Regions from separate parts of the Solanum lycopersicum genome. Here region 2 is linked to region 1. A link is a contact called in public HiChIP or PLAC-seq data. All regions are on one chromosome and are shown on one strand. The core of a region is the stretch at or near the end of the contact, and the rest is flanking DNA. Distances in the headings are between cores, read along the strand shown. Region 1 holds the start of LOC101246717 (ultraviolet-B receptor UVR8). Region 2 overlaps LOC101247019 (ferrochelatase-2, chloroplastic).

Evidence for each region. HiChIP or PLAC-seq counts read pairs in DNA pulled down with a chosen protein or histone mark.
Region 2: an RNA polymerase II HiChIP or PLAC-seq map of leaf shows a contact between it and region 1, with 2.3 times the contacts expected there. The contact joins the enhancer-like site here to the promoter of LOC101246717 in region 1. A contact is called at or near these places in 5 of 8 Hi-C or Micro-C datasets (all in leaf) and 1 of 1 datasets of contacts at active chromatin or transcription factors (leaf).

Annotation. Positions count from the first base shown.
Region 1 is chr5:24,796,142-24,800,529 of SLM_r2.1, forward strand. LOC101246717 (ultraviolet-B receptor UVR8) reads right to left here and starts at 2,596. Exons shown (of 12, transcript XM_069297979.1): 1 at 2,357-2,596. The coding sequence starts at 2,462.
Region 2 is chr5:24,836,261-24,840,648 of SLM_r2.1, forward strand. LOC101247019 (ferrochelatase-2, chloroplastic) reads right to left here. Exons shown (of 13, transcript XM_010322770.4): 9 at 3,256-3,373; 10 at 3,162-3,253; 11 at 3,103-3,159; 12 at 3,049-3,101; 13 at 2,511-3,047. The coding sequence ends at 3,017. Among protein-coding and RNA genes, the nearest start is that of LOC101247019, 20 kb to the right of the region's middle. Within about 2 kb of position 2,496, at least 2 of the 2 cell types and tissues checked have open chromatin away from gene starts, as enhancers often do. A contact at or near this core is called in leaf, where this site is marked.

The DNA of each region.
Region 1 (4,388 bases), core at 1,346-3,845:
TACTAAAGAGATTGATTTGTAAGGTGGGTAATTTTACAGACTGTATATGGTCTACCATTGCATGCTTCGGGAAAGGCCTGATAGTGCGCAATCCGATAATTGAGAAAGTAGAAAAACAATCAGAGGGTGGCCAAAGAGATACTTGTCGAAAGGAGGGAATAGCGTATTACGTGAGCTTATAGTGAAGGAAGTGTTGCATAGTTGGACATACAGGAGAGGGAAGAAAAGTCTTAAGGGCATGGAATATTCCTCTTTAGCAAAAGGGACATCTATTGCACCACTTGTCTTATGAGAAACTCATATAGTTGGCTCATTAAAAATCACACATCACAATTAGTATTCCTAGAACCAACTCGCCCTTTCTGATTGTCTATCTAGAGTGATAAATAGTGTTGTGGTGTAACTGAATCATTAGTCCTTTGGAAGATTCTTTCCAAAATAAGCTCAAGAATATGATATTTCTATCTGTGGCAACGAGGGAGTCCACGTAACTGGTAAATACTATCTAAAAACATTCAAGCTACTTATTGAGCTATAAATGAATGACTTGAGGACATAATACGCATATTTGTTGTACCTATAAACCACCAAAATGGTATCTTTGCCTTCAAGTAGACTTTCCACATTAAAAGCTTACAATCCCAACCGTTATTAGAGTGGTTGCACGTTGCAACAGCTCTATATAAAATACTTCTTTTTGTGATAAATGACACATCCTAGTACCATTATTTTGTAATGTCTTATTACATAGTGGACCCATAAAATGCATATGCTATAAGATTTTGTATATTGTATATAGAGATGACTGGAAAAACAAAAAGAGAATTCCCAAAAATAGGATTTTGTATATAGGGATTCCCTCTATAGATTTGCCTTCTTTTCATTTTTTTTTCAAAAATGAGATATTCAGTCCATTTCATTCAAGTAATGGAAGCCTTGGAACAACGATAAAATTGTCTCTCCGTGATCTATAGTTAACGAGGTCGAGTCGTGAAATCAATCACTAATACTTACATTAAGGTAGACTACAATCATCCAGGGGCGTATCTACATAGTCTTGGACACCCTTCGTCGGAAAACCATACCGTATATACAAGTACAATAATATACAAAGTGGTTAAATATCATATTTTGGATATCTTTTACACAATAAGGTGTTATAGCCTACTGATTTAAGGTGTCTTGAAAGAGACAAGCGTTTAGCCTGAGATCCGATCCGAACAATCAGACGAAGGAGCGGAGCTTAGAGTCTTTACTTTATGTAAAACGCATATTTGAGTTCAAATATCATATTTTGGATATCTTTTACACAATAAGGTGTTATAGCCTAGTGATTTAAAGTGTCTTGAAAGAGACAAGCGTTTAGCCGGAGATCCGATGCGAACAATCAGTCGAAGGAGCGGAGCTTAGAGCCTTTACTTTATGTAAAGCGCATATTTGAGTTCAAATCTAGTTCGCAGCATTAAGCCTTTCTTTTTTGCACTCATTCATCCAAAAGAAAAAATGCTCAAAAAAATTCATGTATATTACCTAATTTTTTTCAAAAATTTTCATATATATTAGGTAGCATAATTTTAAAATTTCTACTGCACTCATTCTTTGTGAAATTTCCCATGACGCCATTCCAATCATCACACACACAAGACCTTACTTTTGGTGCACCGAACTGCCCCCTTTTTTTATCCATTCCATTTATATTGCTGTATATAGTTCATGGAGTAAAAAAATCTTCAACAAATACAAAAATTTTTAAAGAAAGCATTTCAGAGTTCTCCTTTTGTCAGTCCACCCTATAATTATTAGGGAATTAATTATTTAGATGTTTTTATTTTTATGAAGATATAAGCAAATATCACTTTTATTTAAAGTATTTTGGAAATATATCGCTCATTTAAATTATAAAAATTCGCACAAGGGTTTTGATTTAGAAATTAGAATTAAATTAGGATGAAGGGCGTTGATCTGTTGTGGTGGGAACAAAAGCCCAAATAAAAGATGTGATAAATGTGAAAGCAGAGATTACGATTTTACCCATAGTATATTTAATAACGTGGACCATTATTGTCCATGCAAATTCTAAACACCTTACCCAATACTCAATCCCTCTCTTCATCATCTCTGTACTGTTCATCAACATTACTTGCAGAAGAGACGAAGGAAGCAGGAGCGGAGCCATAGATAATTTTTTTTTATGTATATTCGAATCCCTTCTACTACTATGTAGGTTTATCTCTACATATTTTGAACTCTTATTGAAAATCATATTAAAAGGAAGGGTGAAAAAAGCTAACCACCTGGAAGATAAACTAATTTGATACGAGAGTTAAGAAAGAAAGAAATGGAAGGATGAACTTACAGAGAAGAGCAACGGAGTGACTAGCTCCAGCGGAAATGAGAAGCACTTTCCGAATCGGCCTAACTGCTGTATCACTATTGCAATCACCACCTCTTCCGTCCGCCATTTTTGACCTAATGTACCTTCTCTGTATTAATTAAAATGTGGAAAGATGTGGAATTTTTTTTATGGAAGGAGTAGAGAGCATGGAAGTGGGTACACACTGAATTTATACTAGTGATAGAGACGCCACATGTTCCTAACTCCTCTCCTCCCACACACACATGTGGTAAGTCGTGACCTTGCACATGGGACCCACCTTTTTTTTTTTCAATCAGTATAGTGTGAATTTTACTTAACACTTTTACTAAGCACACCAGGCGATATTTCACCATCTTTACACAATTTTGCAAGGCTTTTTAATATTAGATAACTAAGGAAATGAAGAAACAAAACTATTATATTGCTCGGAAGATTGTTTGCCTTTGTCAGTTGATTTTCTAAGTATGATGTTCTTTATTTATATTACTCTGTTTTACAAAGAATAATCTAGTTTAAATTAATATGAAATTTAACAAAATAAAAAAAAATTGGATTTCATGGTTCTAAATTAAAGTTATATCAAATTTACAAAATTGTACTTTTGATCTTGTGACCTAAAATAATGTGGAAAGGTGAAATTAAATGTTACAAAAAAAGGTAAATTCTTTTCGAAATAGACTAAAAATAAAATAGGATCATTCTTTTTTAAACGGATGAAGAACTAAATTAAAATCTATTGTGTAAATAATAATCATTACATAAGCCACTAGTACTTATAAACAAGCCCTTGTTATAAAATTTAATACATGCCTAGAATATTCCAAGGTCTTTCAAGAATTCTTCCTAGATATTCTAAAGTTTTTTCAAGAAACTCTCCATTACTCTAAAAAATCTTCCAATAAATAATAAATGCTTATCGCGTAAGCTTCCAAATAGGTAATTTTATGTCACATGAAGTCTATGTGGCAGGGTGATATGACAGGTCATCACACTATCCCCTATATAATGTGGAGATGATCGTGACACATTGATAATGCATTAAATTCTCAAATCTTTTCTTTAAGTAGCAAAAAGTCTTCATACTGCTCCTATGTGGCTTTTTTTGGTGATAGGAATATGGCAGTAACTTTTTGCCCTTGTTTTCGCCTACACTCACAGTCAGTCAATGATATTTTTATCTCTCGACTATGCGAGGTGGTGATAGTAATAAGTGCACAACTCGATTAGCCTCTGTATGGGTCATATTTGTTTTTGTGGTATGAAGAATCTTTAGATATGGAGGCATGTCAAGATTGTACATGAGATCTTACCCACCTTGGAAAGGATCTTAAATGGACCATCATATTTGTGAAATAGATTGTGGTGCATGTCTCGTTGCGTCTTGAGCTGTCTTGGGGTAAACATTACCATGACCATGTCCCAACTTTACAGTCTTTGGGATGCCTCTTGCGATCCACAAATTTCTTCATCCGCTTAGCTAGCACGTCATGAACAATCTTAGTAAGTCTTGGAAAAGCACAACCATGAATCATCCACCACGCTAAAAGATGAAAGTTGTCTTCTTCATTCTTAAGATTTTTCAATCTTAAAGATTTCTTCATTCAGATTGGTTAGAAGAATCTAGATCTAAATACCCTCTCATGTAATAACTAAGACTATCTTCTTTAGCCTTAGAACTTTTAAGAATACCCTTTCACGTAATAACTAAGATTATCTACTTTAGCGTTGGAACTTTGAAGAACATCCATTTTTTAAGTTGTTTCCATGAATATATGTGTCATACATTAATCTAGTGTGCAATTTAATGTTATTTTTATAGTAAGACATTTCACAAAAAAATTCTTAATAAGTGTTTGTGCTTCTTGTAATTTATATTCATGGTTAAGAAGAATAAAAGTTAGGAAAATTTGAATGATAGAAAAAAAAATCTCAGTCATATTTTCAACAACCGTTTTAAACATCTAAATTTTTCTTATTCAATAAACTATCACAATGTGATTTCTCATGTCAT
Region 2 (4,388 bases), core at 1,246-3,745, 40 kb after region 1:
TATTTTGGCTACGGGGCGTTACATGTTGGGTTTTATTTGCCCTGACTTTCTTAGGATAAATAAGTTTTTCTTTTAGGAAAAGGTTTAAGATTGTCTAGTCCTTTTCTTGTAGGAAAAGATTTAGGACTCTATAAATAGAGAATTGTTTATTCTAACTTAAGCATAATTCACAATGTAGTCCTAGGGACTTTGAGAGTTTTGGTTATGGGGGGAACTTTTGAACCTCCCATGTATTCTGAGTGAATTATTGAGATTTTTATCTCTATATTTTGTACTCTCATATTAATAGTGGATTGCTCATCTCCTTTCTGGACTTAGGTCAATTGACCGAACCACATAAAATGTTTGTGTCTTTTGGTATATTTCTCGTTTGTCTTCTTACTCGTGGTCTTTCGAGGTTTGCGTTGCTAGATTACGCATTACTGCTAACTTTTTCGATCCTAACAAGACTTCCAAAACACAAGTTGATAAGGAGACATACTCATGGAAATCTTGAATGGAGTTCTTATGCCCATAAGTTAGAGCTTTATTTAAAAGACTTAACATTTATGAGCTATAAAATTTATCAGACCATTTAAATCCAAACTTGTATTAATAAGCCAAAAATATAAAATCCATGAAAATCTTAAGAAATATTTGAATTACATTATAGTAAACTATTTTAAAATTCGTATACATGTAAAGTGGAGTTGATTTGATTTCGATTATACTTCCTCTTTAGCTAAACCAAAGCAATGTGTATGAAATCCTTTTTTCAATATCTGACCATAGTTGGATTTTTTTTCCAGTTCGACTCAAATTATGAATATGATACAGAGTTTGGTGTTGTTTGTCAGTTTTCTATATACACCCTTACTGGTAAGTGATGAGTTGAAGATTTTGGACTCATTTTAGACTTCTAGTTCACCAAAGTAGTGCCCTCAATGCCTATTTATATCCTTTTATGGTCAAAACATGTTTGTATTTCAACTATAAGAGCAAAAGGATGGAGATAAAAGAGCTCAAAAAAAAGCCAAAAAACTTGAAAAAATAGGCAAAGGCACTGTTGAGCATATTGCCAATCTTGAATTTACAAGTATGGTTGAATGTTATCCGCAAGCACTGTCTATAAACTTTTCATGGAATCGACTTGACTTGGAGAAACCTTTTTATCATCCTTGAAGTATGACTTAAAATTTTAAATATAACCTTCTGCTATGTAAGTGGACAAAAAATGTTCTTACACTATCCAAAAAGTTATAAGATTCATTCTTCTATCTATTTTTTTTTTTAAAAAAAAGAAACTCAGGCCATTAACAAAAGAAAAATGTATCGAGTCGAATGAACATATGTACACATGATTAAGCTAGTCAAGTTGGATGATTTTTTTAATTCTTAGAAATTGAAGTTTAAATCATATGCAGTCAAAATATGTTCAAATTCTAAATATTTTTTTGTAAAAAGTATAGTCAAAACTGATAAGTTGTTACTTTCCACCATTGAAATTTATCAGAATAGAAACTTATTTTGCTTTTGATTAGCTTACATGGTATTAGTGTTATAAGAGAACCATTATATTTAATATTAATGATTGTGAGATTTGTGGAAGTTGAGTAACTGGGAGAAATTTAGGGAATAAAAATCTTCTTTATTAATTATTGATACGTTATAGTAAGATTTTCTTTTTCTTTTTCTTTTTTGAGGTTATTTGGGTTTTGTGAAAATTCTACTGCTGTATTAGGGTAAAGGGAAACTATTGTTATGGAGGAGTAATTTAGGTACTTAAATTATATATTTAGTTTTTTACCCATACAACCTCAACTTCAAAAATTTCAAATAAAGTACTTATTTTTTTTATTTTCATAACTAAACATCTATGTAATCTCACTAGATTTCTAGCATGTGTACATTGCATGTATATAATGTACATACGAACTAAATATTTTATAATAGAAAAGTTCTTAATAGTTGAGCGTAATATTTTTAAAATGGTTTTTTTTTGCATAATCTTTCTAATCATCGGCACCTACTGTATAAATATTTTCAAGACTTGTGTATTATTGCAAATCAATTTACTTAATGATGCAAAAAACAAACTAACAGACAAAAATTAAGTTCTAAAAGGGAAAGATTAATTTTCTATCATCTCCTTATTCTTTTTAGATAACTTTAATCTTCTCATCCTGACTAAGACATAACCGAACTTATCATTTTTACTTTTTTTATTCAATCAGTTTCTTCAAAAAAAAAAAATAGAACGAAGAATGATTCTTGTTATTTCTTGGATAGTATAAGAATATTTTTTGGTCACTTAGATAATATTAGAATGTAAATTAAATTTGAGTCATAGTAGAGGGATGATTTCAGCCAAAAACTCTACTAGATATGTCAATTAACTCTGGAGTAAACTAATACAGCAAACCGATAAACTAACATTAAAATTATGCAAGTTTTCCTTGAGATACCCTAAACAAACAGGAAACACTCATCACTTGAGTTTCTCCGTTTGTTGGGCCTAGTCATGTAAGAGGTAGTGCAACTACGGACATTACATAAATCCAGCAGCATCTTAGTCTTCTTTTACATTGTTGAAAGTTACTCTCCAGTTGTTTCACACTTTCAGCATCTACATTATGCAAATACAACATTATTGTAGACATCTGCCACGGTATTGTTCCAATCTTAACACTGTATGCCAATGATTTAATACATAGAAATGTTACAGAAAATTGGAGCAACAGAAGAAAATTTACAGGTTGGGTATTGATGCCAAAAGTTATACAAGTATGATAAACCTTCGAAGGTGAGTTAGCTCTTTTGTTTCTCCTCTTCTTGATCTTTCTCACCCTTCTCTATTTTCAGTTCAATTTACTGTACGTCTCACAAAACCTGCTCACTTGGACTGAGGCAATGAATGAAATGGAGGCTGTTTTGCTACATAGATTAAAGAAGTATATGGTAGCACAAAGAGTGGGCGCTCATCCTAAGTGAAAGACAATGTACAACTTCTTAATTCATTCCCTATTTCAGTCATTTTTCAACATCTCAGCAGCCAGTCACCTTTATGTGTGTATTTGTATAATGCATGTGAAAGAGAGACAGCAAGGACGGGAGGGAAGAAGTTTCCTTCTCAAATAGGATGAGCAGGGAGAGAGTACGGTGTAAGGGGCTAACGGAATAAGGGCAATATGCCCCACTGGTGCAGGAAGCCTTCTCCAGTTGTTACTTCTAGCACCAGCAGCACAAGAACTGCCAACATAGCTGCTCTTCCATTCCACGTTTCAGCACTTCTTGTCCAACCCCATTCCCAGACTGTTACAGGAGGTGGAAGCTCCCTGCGCTGTGAATCATATGCTGCCAATAACTCTTCCACGCTGCCAAGAGGGACCAATGACTGCAAATAAAGAACTCAGCATATATTAGGTTCATTTCACCAATCGTCTTTGAAAACAGCATTGAACTTTTTTGTTCAAACTTCGATAACATTATTCAACCAGTTATCCACATACAAATAAAACAAGGAGGGAGTGCCCTTTATTTCAATCACTTTTGGCAGTTGCATAATAAAACCCAGGTGCCATGTTTTCTGCAGTAGATGGAAGAACCTGAAAGTATGCAAATCGACTAAGAGACTGGATCAAGTCTTACAAAACATTTGAGCATGGCTGAGAACACACCAATGTCCCAACAAGTCAAGGGTATGTGTTAGTTGATCAACCTCCTACGGTGAGTAGGTTGTTCAAATTCTTCACTTGGCACATAGAAGTGCCAAGGATCTGGTTGAATATATCATAGTGGAACTAATGTGCTAGACAAGTAGGACAAACCATGAGAACTAAGCCTCACTTGTGCAGATCAACTAAAACAAATAAACTAATGAATCACAAGTAAACATCAGCCCCCCATCCCACAAGCATAAATCCTACTATTATTATTTATTATAGTTCAAAATCAATCATATTTGGTCTAGCAGAAAAAATTGTCATATCTCATAATGAGAATAAATTAAAAACTCTTCGGAGCGGAAGAAATGGAATTGTAAAATTAGGGACAATCTATCCAATAAGCCTCGGACAGGTAGATTCTAACAGTCGGAAAATCAATCATACCTCGCACAAGAAGAAAAAATTATGAGAAATGAATTATACTTTGCTCAGACTGAAAAAAAAGAAATTGTCAAACAAGTGATCATTTACGCAATAAGGCCTTAGAGAAATGTAGATTCTGCTCAACAGAGTTGGATTAACCCGTCCTTGTCAAATGGTATTCATATGAAATCTTTATGAATGATGAAGTGTATCAAAGAAGTTATACTTTCGGCAATGATGACCAAATGCCAGAAGGTCATATAAACAGAAGGTACACATGTCTAAACCTGTCTTGAAATCTCTGGCACGTCTAGAAATGGG